Regions from separate parts of the Macaca mulatta genome. Here region 1 is linked to region 2. A link is a contact called in public Hi-C data. All regions are on one chromosome and are shown on one strand. Each heading gives the region's core, a stretch centred on a gene start, on an enhancer-like site or on the middle of the called end of the contact. The rest is flanking DNA. Distances are from core to core; before and after follow the strand shown. Region 1 has its middle 57 kb from the start of GALNT12. Region 2 overlaps COL15A1 (collagen type XV alpha 1 chain).

Evidence for each region. Hi-C and Micro-C count contacts between places; a contact is called where the count stands out from the background.
Region 1: a contact with region 2 is called in a Hi-C map of fibroblasts, with 3 times the contacts expected there. The contact joins two enhancer-like sites. A contact is called at or near these places in 4 of 14 Hi-C or Micro-C datasets (blood, cortical neurons, fibroblasts and 1 more).

Annotation. Positions count from the first base shown.
Region 1 is chr15:59,541,316-59,547,196 of T2T-MMU8v2.0, forward strand. No RefSeq gene overlaps it. Among named protein-coding and RNA genes, the nearest start is that of GALNT12, 57 kb to the right of the region's middle. Within about 2 kb of position 4,431, at least 3 of the 40 cell types and tissues checked have an H3K27ac peak or open chromatin away from gene starts, as enhancers often do.
Region 2 is chr15:59,407,129-59,413,527 of T2T-MMU8v2.0, forward strand. It overlaps COL15A1 (collagen type XV alpha 1 chain), which reads right to left. Exons shown (of 43, transcript XM_077965657.1): 7 at 5,581-5,728; 8 at 1,762-1,874. Among named protein-coding and RNA genes, the nearest start is that of COL15A1, 54 kb to the right of the region's middle. Within about 2 kb of position 4,118, at least 5 of the 40 cell types and tissues checked have an H3K27ac peak or open chromatin away from gene starts, as enhancers often do.

The DNA of each region.
Region 1 (5,881 bases), core at 3,181-5,680, 130 kb after region 2:
CCTCTGGCCACCATAATAAGAGATAAAGAGTCCAGAATAAAGGAGGCTGTCATCTCACTGAATTTGGTTCCCGTCAGCCTAAATGGGACCCATTCTCTTCGAGTCTCAGTTTCGTTTAAAACTTGGAGCTAGAAAATGCCTCCTTCATGAGGTTATTGTGGAGAGTAAACAAGGAATGTATGAGAATTAGTTAGCACTGTACCTCACAAGTAGTGCACACTTAGTAAATGGTAATAATCAGAAGTGCTGTTATAAACCTTGGCATTTAAATGGAGTTCAGGTTTTCTCCCAGAGGTAGGAAGAATCTGGGGACAGATGTTGACTTCATGCAACTGAATTTTTGTTAGGAAAGAGAGTAATTCTGTGTATTTCCAAGCAACAGAACTATGCTCACCGGGCAAAAGTTATTATCCAGCCAATTTCAGTCAAATAAAAGGAAGTATGATCACAAAAAAAGACTGGAAGGACGTAATTCCAAATGGTGCTGTCTTTGGGTGGTGAGAACTTAAGTGGTTTCTTTATATTCTTGTGTAGTTTCCAAATTTTCAGCAGTAATCTTATATTTTTAAATAATTTGAGAAAAATAAAGTGTTAAAGAAAAAGAAGAATTTCACACACATCAGGAATGCTGTTATAGGAATGGGAAACCAAGCTGGATTTGAGATTCTACCAAATGTGAATCTAGTTTCCCAGCATCAGAAAACTGAAATCCATTCCCAACAGAGGCAATGCAGCTGGAGAGGATCCTGCTCTCATCTCTTGGGCCACCCCCACTTGCACCCTCAGAGGACAGACAGCAGACACCTGACAAAGGACCAACTACTCCAATAGAAGCTGTCGCCAAGGGCCTTGGAAGTCTGTGAGGTAGGGAGGAAGTTTTTCACCCCAGCATTAGGGCAAGGATTCCCTCTAGGCAACACAAAAGGACAGTTTCAATCCAAGAAAGCTGATTAGATAGATAGATAGATAGATAGATAGATAGATAGATAGATAGAGTCCTGGCCTCATTCTTCAAGGTATGGCCAATCTCACCAACAGAGTGAGATTGGCTTTTAATTAAGAAAACAGCCTTGAGTTGGTTTCTAAAAGGCAGACTCTTGGAGTAAGAGACAGGGGCAGGTGATGGGACAGACGTTGGAACCGGCAGCAGAAGACATGGGTTCTGGTCCCAACCTTGGCTACCCTGGCTGTGTGATACTGAATCAGCCCCTTTGCTCTCTAGGCCTCTGGCTTCCCCATCCGTAGTGTCTGGAGGTTGGACGGAATGAATTCTAAGCTGTTATCCAGCTCAAAGTCAGCCACTTGATGCCATAGGCCCTTGCCACACTTTCTCCCGAGACTCCAAGTATCCACGGTCCAATGGACCTGAGAAGCCTTTCAGCCCTATTGTTCTATTCCTGCTTTTAATGAAGCCACATCTGGAGTGTGTCTCCTCTGAGCCCTGTTTTGTACAGTTCCTCACAGCTGGGTCCCCATAAATCAATTTGTTCTGCAGACAAGTTCCCAGAATTGTCCAGAATCTTACCCAGAAAAGGCAGTTTGATTTCCCTTCAGCTTCTGGTTGCAAAGGTTGTGCACAGAGCCCAGTCCACATCAGGACAAGCTCTCTGAGTCTTTCAGATCCTACTGCCCGCAGGGTTCTGCAGAGTGGCCGAGGTTCATCCTCCCTTCTCCAGGCACAAAGTATGAACTAGCCTCTGGGGCCTCCGCCTGTCCCCTCTGAGGGAGCCGTGCCCTCAACTCCACAGTGAAAAGATTGGGCTAAAATGAACCCTAAACATCCCTGCAGCTCTTGGATTCAGAGTTCTCCCAGGGAGATGGACTAATTGTGAGAGAAGTGTTGAAAAGTTGATATTCCTGCAGATGGAGAATGAAGGAGAATTGGGAACGTCCAAGGACTTCTTTGTTCTACCACAGGCAGCAAACAGCACAGAACTCAGGGCTTCTGTGAAGAGCAACAGTTCCCAGACCCTCTGCTGGCTGAGGCTGATCTGGTTCCCAGGACACTTCTGGGATTGAGCAACCCAGGATCTTTGTCTGGTCAGCATCTGCTCTCCCTCAGGAAGTGGTCCCTGAGCTCCAATTCTGGCTGGTGCCCCAGGCTCCCAGCTTGGCCCCCTTCATCTCCTTCAATCCTCACCACCCCCGCAGAGGTACTAGCACTGCCCCTATAATACAGAAGAGGAAATCGTGGCTCAGAGTGGGTAAGTAACTGCTCAAAGTCCATGTGACCAAGCAGAATTTATACCCAGGTTTCTCCTACTGCAAATCCTGGCCTGTTTTCAATCGATCACGCCAAACAAAGGCAAACTGAGGTCCCTAATTGTTTCCCTACTAATAAGAGTTTACACTCAGACTCCATTTGGGGAAATTTTTAAATATAATTTTTATCAAAGGAATACAAGTATTTAGCTTAAGAAGCTTGGCTGGGCGCGGTGGCTCAAGCCTGTAATCCCAGCACTTTGGGAGGCCGAGACGGGTGGATCAAGAGGTCAGGAAATCGAGACCATCCTGGCGAACACAGTGAAACCCCGTCTCTACTAAAACTACAAAAAAAAAACTAGCCAGGCGAGGTGGTGGGCGCCTGTGGTCCCAGCTACTTGGGAGGCTGAGGCAGGAGAATGGCGTGAACCTGGGAGGCGGAGCTTGCAGTGAGCTGAGATCTGGCCACTGCACTCCAGCCTGGGCGACAGAGACAGACTCCGTCTCAAAAAAAAAAAAAAAAAAAAAAAAGAAGCCTAATCATTCTCAAGGTTTATAATAAAATCAGCAGCAGCAGTTCCCCATCCCACCTCTGCCCACCCCCAGATCTGGCTCCCAAGAGAGACTCTATTCTCAACTCCTCCAGCTATTTCTTCCTGTGTTTGCCTTCGTAGTTTTGTTTGTTTGTTTTGAGACAGAGTCTCGCTCTGTCACCCAGGCTGGAGTGCAGTGGTGCAATCTTGGCTCACTGCAACCTCCGCCTCCTGGGTTCAAGCAATTCTCCTGCCTCAGCCTCCCAAGTAGCTGGGATTACAGGCATCTACCACCACGCCTGGCTGATTTTTGTATTTTTAGTAGAGACAGGGTATCGCCATGTTGACCGGGCTGGTCTCGAACTCCTGACCTCAGGTAATTCACCCGCCTCAGAATCCCAAAGTGCTGGGATTACAGCTGTGAGCCAACTCGCCCGGCCACTTTTCAATTTTAGATGATTATTCTTGACTTCCTATTATGGAAAATGAAGGTTTGGGGTCTCACACCATTTTTGTTTCTCTCTCTCTCTCTCTCTCACACACACACAGACACACACACACACACACACACATGCACGCAGCCACTCCTCACCCCACAGCTTGCCAATGTTTTACTACCCTCACAGCATCTGGGGTCAGCCTGAGCTGGCCTGGACCTCTCTGCAAGGATACAGAAGAGAGTCTTGATTTTTGGTTACATGCAGCAGATATCGTCCAAACCTCTGTCTTCACTCACTCCCAGAATCCCAGTGAAAACCACACCCCACAATAAAGAAACTAGGGCTGCTTAGCCTGGAGCAGAGTAGATGCAAGGCCATATCCTCGCTCTCCTTGACCTTCTGAGGGTGTCCTGGAGCAGAGAGAGCAAACACACTGGGTGGCTTCAGAGGGATCCCAGAGCAATAAGGGAAGTTGCAGGGAAAGTGATTCCCGCTTCGTCAGGAAGCCACCCAAGAACAGAACGAGGTGGCTGTCGAGTAAGTGGCAGTGGACAAGCTAGGGTTGGCTGACCGTGTATTGGAAACGTGGAGGAGGGATTTCTGCATTCGGAAAGAGTTGAGCACGTGACTTCTAAAGTCCCTTCTAGGTCTATAACCCGGTAATTTGCTTGTTAAAATAACCATTGGTGGCCAGGCGTGCTGGCTCATGCCTGTAATCCCAGCACTTTGGGAGGCTGAGGCAGGCAGATCACCTGAGGTCAGGAGTTCAAGACCAGCCTGGCCAACGTGTTGAAACCATGTCTGTACTAAAAATGCAAAAATTAGCTGGGCTTGGTGGTGGGTGCTTATAATCCCAGCTAGCTGGGAGGCTAAGGCAGGAGAATTGCTTGAACTCAGGAGATGGAAGTTGCAATGAGCCGAAATAGTGCCACTGCACTCCAGCCTGGGCAAAAGAGTGAGACTCCATCTCAAAAATAAACAAATAAATAAATGAAAAATAACCATTGGCAATTAGAATCCAGTGGTGCTTTGCAATCATGCTTGAGTTAATAACTCGAGCCACCCAATAGACACACCCATTCTGGCAATTTCTTTATAGGATGCTGAAATAACTGTCTTAAGAGTCTCATGAGCAATCTGTTCCACTGACCCTTACCTCATAAAAGAAAGGATTCGAGATGATTCACAGAGGAATCATGAAATGGCGATTGAGACAGAACTCTCTATCCCCTGGGTATTAAGCACACTGGAGATGGATAAGGGCTGGATGGAGCAATCACAGTCGATTTGGCCACTGCCTGTGGACCTCTGACTGAGCAGCAGGAGCGTCAAAGAGGGAAACTGAAGAAATACCTCCCACCTCCCTCCCGTTTAAAAGAGAAAGAGGGCAGAGTGTGACATCGCAAGGATGAAATTCCACCTGGACAGCTGCATGTGGAGGAGCATGTTTGGTCCACACGCAACTCTGAACTTGGAGCCCTGTCCCTAGCTCTTCTCCCTGACTTGACACTTTTGAAAGAAATGTGCTTGCCCAGAGATATAAATCAGCTATAAACTCCTGCACTCTCCAAGCGGGACAGACTCTCATTAACTGTCAGGTTGTAACTGGCAGTGTTGTGTAAATGGATTAAGAGTGATCAGGGAATACGAGCTGCCTGACTTGGGCAGGCCCTCTCCTCCCCTCCCAGAGAGAGGAAGACAGAGCTGTTTGAGCTCTGGAGCAAGACTAAGTGCAAATCCCAGCCCTGCCACTTATTATCTGTGGAACCTTAGACCAGTTCCTTAGCCTCTCTGAGTCTCAGTGTCCTTACCTTTTAAAGCAGGGGTAGTGGGTGGGAGGTGGAAGTTTTTTAATTTTGAGAATTAAAATAGCTCATTTATATGAAATGCTTAGAAAAGTGCCAAACACATCGTATTATTATTATTATTATTATTATTATTATTACCAGCAGCTGCAAACAGAAGGTAGCAACCTTCAGCTAACTGACTTCATAAGATCAAACAAAGTATTTGTTTAAAAAAAAAAAACCTTGAAAGTTGTGTATAGGTGTGAGAAATTTGGTGTGCAGTGTATTAAACCTCACAAACATTAGGAGACTGTAAGAGGCCAGTATTTCCAACTTCACTAATTAAATAAATATCGTGGCTATGATACACCAAGCTGTGCGGCAAAGTCTCTAGAACTTTTTGTCAAGATAGGAAATGAATTTGACTTTAAGATGTAATATAATGTAATACAGCAAAGCCAATTGTTGAAGATACAATTTTTAAAAAGAGGGAGAGAGTACCACTGTAACACTTTAAGAAAAGTGACACACCCACTTCGAACACATTTAGAACACTGACTACCAGGCAGAGTGATGGGAATCGGTCCCTGACTTGCTGCATGGTATCCGGCAAACCCCTCCCCTCCCTGGCTTCAGTTCCCCATCAGCTACATCTGGCACTACATGGTCTCTGGGAGCCTTCCGAGCCTGCCATCCCGGGATCTCTGACTTGGAGGATTTTTAGACCAAAAGACTTGGTCGCCAGGAAAGCACTGTCATGTTTCCTGAGCCGACAACACCATCTAGTGTGTGTGTGCAAGGAAAACACGACTGCCTGGCCAACCGGGTGCTTGCTCCTCGCTGTCTCATTCTCACGTTAATATCTTGCTACCCAAAATATGGTCCACAGACCAGCAGCAATTGCATCACATAAGAGCTT
Region 2 (6,399 bases), core at 2,868-5,367:
AATAAATCCTTGCAGAATTACTGTCCCAAAAAACAGTGAGAGGAAAGTTGAGGTCCTGGGATGTTAAAATGAGACTCTTTGTGACTCAGCGTCAGCTAAACCCCCAAAGGGCAAGTGCAAGTTCACAGGCATCAGGTAATCTCCCCATGCTAAGACAAGGAAATGGCACCCGTTCTACCAGCTCCTGCCCATCTCCTACCTCCAGGCTGTGTAAGAAATTTCACGGGACTCATTTTGGGGATGGGTGCCTGGAGAGCAAGAATTCCTTTGGAAAGAATTTCCAGTGTACTGTGGCTCTTCTCCTCCCCTCTCCTCACTCCAAACCATTTGGTGAGCTGGGTATTTGGTGAGCTGGGTATTTGGTGAGCTCCATGTATTTCCTGGAATGTGGGAGGCTCAGGGACTGGTGTGTGATTTTCTCCAGGGTGACAAAATAGAGGAAGCCGTTTAGATTCAGAGTTGGGAGAGAGGGACAAAGGAAGAGAGGGGAAAGGGAGAGGAGAGGAGGGGGAGGTGAGGGAGAACGAGAAGAGGAGGGAAGTGGGAAGAGAAGGGGAGGGGAGGAAAGGGGAGAGGAGGGGAGAAAATAAAAGCGGAGAGGAGGGAAAGAGGAGGTGAGAGGGAAAGGGGAGAGGAGAGGAGGGGGATGGAGAAGGGAGGGGTATTTGTCCTGCAGTTGCTTTGCTGGAGATAGACAAGATAAAATCTCTTCAAAGGTTGCTGGCTGAAATGGGCTGTAGTCAAAGGGACACGCAGAAGATCCGGGCACCCTGTATGGGGTGGAGGCCCGGGCAGAAGTTACAAGGCCAACTATGGAATTTTGATCCTAGATCCCCTGCAGGAAGACCTCCTAGGAACCACAAAAGCCCCCATAAGAGAGAGTTCCAACAATCAGGCATCTTCCACACCAAAAGCCCAGATCACAATTTCACCAGCCAAATATGACTGTGCCCATTTCTCCAGGTGGGCCAGCCCCTGCAGATGTTAAAAATAGCTCTAGAGGATGGGGAGGTCATGAGGATAAGGAGGAGAAAGAAGAAAGAAAATAGAGAGGAAACCCCTAACCATGCTTCCCTTTCCTGGCAGGTTCCTAGTCTACAGCAGGCCTGAGTGTAGAAGAGGGGAAACTGTGCTTGTAATTTTGTTGAATTTTTGATATTATGCTGGGCTTGACTTTTAAATATCTGTGAAAATTGACTGTTACCAGATAGTGACTGAGAGAGCTGTGAGAACTGTCTGAAGTTTTCATCCCAGGAGAAGGGAAGGAATGAGCTGGCATTGTGGGTTTTCAGCAGGAGCCATTGTGAGAAAACTATTTATGCTTTAATTTTGCACCCTAGGGAGCTCAGCATTTCAAAACTGGCTTCGCAGGTGTAAAAGCCAATTACCAAACAATAGCATGAATGCACCTGCAGTTAATCTGATTCTGTCTTGAAGGGGACTCAGAGGGTTGATAAAGCTATGTGTCTTCACAAATGAGCAGGAGGGCGGGAGTGCACTGGTGAGGCCTGGACACTCGTCACAGTCAAGTGTGAGGACAAGCTTGCACCGCATATCCCCCACCAGTTCTGTGCATCCCTGGAGAGCCTCTGTGGCCCTGGGACTCTGATCTCCTCTGTACCATGAGGACAGAAGCAATCTTGATGCTGTTCAACCAAAATCCTGTGGTTCTCTCTGGTGCCCAATAAAATCATCATCAAGTTTGAAATAAGCAAACAAGTCTATTACTGACTAATCAAATGAAATTTACCATCTACTCACCTTTTCTTCAGCTATGTCAAGGAAGGCCCCAGACCCTGAGCCGCTGTCAGTAATGGGGTCACCATCCACAGAATGAATCCCCTCCAGTGTGTCATTCAGGATCTCACCAGACCCTACAGGAAGCAGGCATTCTGCTATCAATAACTACATTTTGCAGTTTTGGAAAAGAACGAGGTATCTCTTCACCAACTAACTTGGAAAGATGTTCAGATACCATGACACAGAGTCAAGTGGCAGAAAAAAAAAAAAAAACAAGTTGCAGAACAACATACATGGCAAGGCATGTGTGGTTTTCATTCCAAGCTCTGGCACCACCTGCAGGCAAGTCGCTCAACCTCTGCCTCATGTTCCTTATCTAGAAATGGGGAATTACAATAATTCCTACCTCATAGGGTTGCTTTGAGTACTATGTGTCACAAGAACTAAGTAAGCTAATGCAAATAAAGCATTGAGGACAGCCCCTGGCATATAGTAAGCAATTGACAAATGTTCATTGTTGATATGATTTTATGTGTGTAAAATAGAATGAGTATAGATGTCTTATCATTATTATATATATAATATTCATGTTATGTAATGATTACTATATGACGTATATAATATATACATATATATGTATATGTATGTGCTTATATATTTATATACTTGGCTAAACCACAGTGTTTAGTACTGATATTTTCCAGAAGATAGGAGTTTAAGAAGAGGAAACTATTATTTTTCCGGTTTATACAACCGAGCATTAATTTAATCGTTCCCACATGCATATATTTCCTTTGCAATTTAAAAAGCAGCCTGGAATCAGAGGCCGAGGTGGGCAGATCACTTGAGGTCAGGAGTTCGAGACCAGCCTGAGCAACACGGAGAAATCCCATCTCTACTGAAAATACAAAAATTAGCCAGGTGTGATAGCACATGCCTGTAATCCCAGCTACTTGGGAGGCCGAGGCAGGAGAATCACTTGAACCCAGGAGGCAGAGGTTGCAGTGGGCAGAGGTTGTAGACCTGAGATTGCACCACTGCACTCCAGCCTGGGTAACAGAGTGAGATTCCATCTCAAAAAAAAAAAAAAAAAAAAGAAGAAGAAGAAGAAGAAGCAAACGGAGTTTTGAAACAAAGAAAATTATTCATTGGCCAGGCATGGTGGCTCATGCCTGTAATCCCAGTATTTTGGGAGGCTGAGGCAGGAGGATCATTTGAGCTCAGGAGTTCAAGACCAGCCTTGGCAACATAGCAAGACCCCATCTCTACTAAAATTAAAAAAAAAAATTAGCCAGGCATTGTGGCATGTGGCTGTAGACCCAGCTGCTCAGGAGCCTGAGGAGGGAGCTCATGTCTGGGAGGTTAAGGCTGCAGTGAGCCATGATTGTGCCACTGCACTCCAGTCTGGGTGACAGAGCAAGACCCTGTCTCAAAAAAAAAAAAAAAATGCGCTACCATAACTGCATGCCTATTATGGCTGGGCCAATGCCAAGATTGTCCCATGCAACCCTCCTGCTGGCCCACCTGTCCTGCCCACCGGGACCCCTCCCACCACCTTCCTGCAGGTGGGCAGATCCCACTATCACCCTGTAACAGGTGTTAGTGGAAATCCCACTATCACCCTGTAACAGGTGTGTCCTGCCAGACCCACACATTAACACCTCAGTATTATTAACCCTGGGAATGAGACTGAGGCTGGGAAGGGCCCTGAAGCCAGGTCAGCCTGTCCCCGGGCCAGGCCCTTCCCACACACGCTGTGCTCACGCAGGTCCCATGGTCACAATAACTCTGGGGGAGGTGTGAAATCCTCCAAAGGACTCTGCCCTGCTACCCACTCCTGTCCCATCCTGTGATGGAAGCGTGGTCGAGCACGCTCGTCCTCCCCGCTCTGACCACCAGGGGGTGCCGTGCAAGCAGCCGATTGCCTGGTCTCCACCGCCTGACCCCTGGGACGAAGGAGGTGGGGTGGCCCCTTCCACGGGCCAAAATGGCGTCAGGGAAGCTCCGAATGCAAATATTAGGGGCTTTGCTTAGCCAGGGCTTTCTCCCACCGTCCGGGCTGTCTACACATCAAGAAGAAAAGGACAATTTGGCTAGCTCCGTTGCTTTCGACTGAGTGTGGCTGATACCGGGAACAGGCGAGCTGCATTGGGATTAGAGCCCAGTCCCCACGTGGACCTCATCTCCTCAGTCTAGGAAAGTCCTCGCCCCAGCCCCTTCGCCTTACCCCCTTGCTCAGAGATCCTAATTCCACCCCTGAGAAAAGCATTCGCAATTCAGAAACCACTTCCACAACCGCGGCCAGATTCAGCCCTCTCATCCACCCGGTAGCGGGGATTGTTCACGCTCCCAGAGGATGGCTAAGGAATCTGAAGCTTGGAAACTGATCAGCAACTTGCCCCAGGCCGACAGCAAATAGGGAGCTAGGCAGGGCCTCCTTCCAAGCTGTCTGACTCTCCCCAGCAGGCAGTATTTCCACAGCAACACCCAGCCTCCTTGGCTCTGTCATGACGTTATTAAATTATCCTACAATGTTTTCTCTTCAGTTCTCTATACCTTCTCTGACCCACAGACTCCCCAAATTTAGTTGTTAAAATAACACTCATTAACTGATGACCGAACCAAAAAGAATAGTGATACATATTATTGTAGAAGACTTGTATTAATAAAATACAGAAGTACAATAAAGTAAAAACCATCCATAATCCTACCACTCAGAGATAACTGCTTATAACATTTTGATGAATATTACGTCTAATATGTGATGTATCTAATACATACACACATCACTCTACATAGCTATATGTAAATAGATATAAATAACATATTCAAAATTAGGGTCATAGACACATAGTTTTGGAATTTGCTTTTTTGGTGGACTATACCACGAGCATGTCCCTGGGTCATTAAATCAGATCTGTATCACCAATGTCAGGGCTGTATGTATGAATGAAATAGAATTTGCTCGACCAATCCCTACTGTGGGCAGTTTGGGTTGTTTTTGTTCCTGAGAACAGTGCTGCCAGGAATGACCGTGTACTTACATCTTCAGTCTGAAGTGACGGCCCCTCTGAGAAATGACAGTAACCACAAGCGATCTCAGGGCTTGGGCATATGCCAAGCTAGTGCTTGGGGATAGTGTTCGATGCCTGGGCTTTTGCCAGTGCTCCTCCGCATGGGTAGGGGGACAAGAGACAGGGGCCAGAACCCTGGATGGGCAGCCAGGGGACCAGCTCTTCTCCTAGGGACTGCTGCTGCCTTGCTGAGTAACCAGCCCCTCTCTGGCCATCAGTTTCTCACTTGTGCCACACAGGAGTTTAGCTGATCCTCTGAGAGTTGGGGAGTTTGTGGCAAAAGTCAGAAAGGGTTGGGACTCTGGACTTAGCTTTTCCAAGTGTTGGTTTTTCCACCTATAAAATAGTGGCTAGTGCTATTGAGTAGGCGGTATGCTGTCAGTGTTGGAGACAAAATATCCAAACACTTGGCACACCGTAGGTATTCAACAAACAGCAAGGATTATTACAAACTTTTCTGTTAAACCCCAGAAGGGGTAGAGTCTGGGAGTCAGAAGCTCCAGATCTGGGGGTTAGAAGCTCTGCTATCTGAGATCAAATGCCAGCTCTGCCATCCACAAGCCGTTTGCTCCTGGCTGGGTTACTTAACTTCTCTGTGGCTCAATTTCCTCATCTTGCCTGTAAAATGAGGGTGGTTCTCACCCTTTCTTAAAGGGTTGAGGGGAAGGTTAAATGAGATTCTGTATGTTACATATGTGGCCCCGGCTGGACACATAGTAATCACCCAATAAAAGGCCACTATGTAGGCATGTGCATCCGGACTTGCCTTGTTCGGGGCTGCTGTGCTGGATGATGCTCATGTTGGTGGTTTCCGGGGTCCCCTCAGGTACAGGTTCACCGGAAAGTTCCATGTCCTCAAAGGGGGAGGATGGAGTTGGAGGTGTGTTTATGGGTTCAACTTTTGCTTCTTTGGGCTGAAGGGAGGAAAAATGAGACGCAAAATGATGTACTTGGCAGTAAAGCAGAAGAAGTGACAGTGAATATCATTGGAGAAAATAATATAGCCACAAGATGCTGAATAAACCAAGGGGAAAGCTTGGCCCCGCTTGGTGTCTACCTGGGCAATGGCTGTACCTCCCAGGGCCTGAAAGAGGTGCCTACTAGAGGTCATTAGATTCTGTTCAGTTGACAGTCAGACTATTCATCTCAGCCAAAACTCTCTGAGCACAGGGATCATATTTCCATGATTCCCAAATCCCAGATCAGCCAGAGGAGGTGCCCATTAAAGATCTGTTAGATGAGGGAATGATTAAATGAATTAGTGAACAAATGAATGAACCAGGCTGCACTCAATAAACTGCATATAAATTCGATGCCAGATGTGCACTAGTCATAAACACCTATGAAAATGAAAGATGGGTATGGTTCCTTCCAAGGAAACTTCAGCATCTACATAGTTTTCCCAAAGCCAGTCAGTGTCTCAACCAACGTTACCAACTAGAGAAAAACAAACAAACAAAAACCCAACAGAAACACAGAGTGCTTCAGTGATCTAGGCAGAAATCCTGGCATGGGCTCTGAAAGTCACGACATCACCCCTGGACCCAAGCAGCAGCTCACGGGACCCAGGGCTCGTCAGCATTCA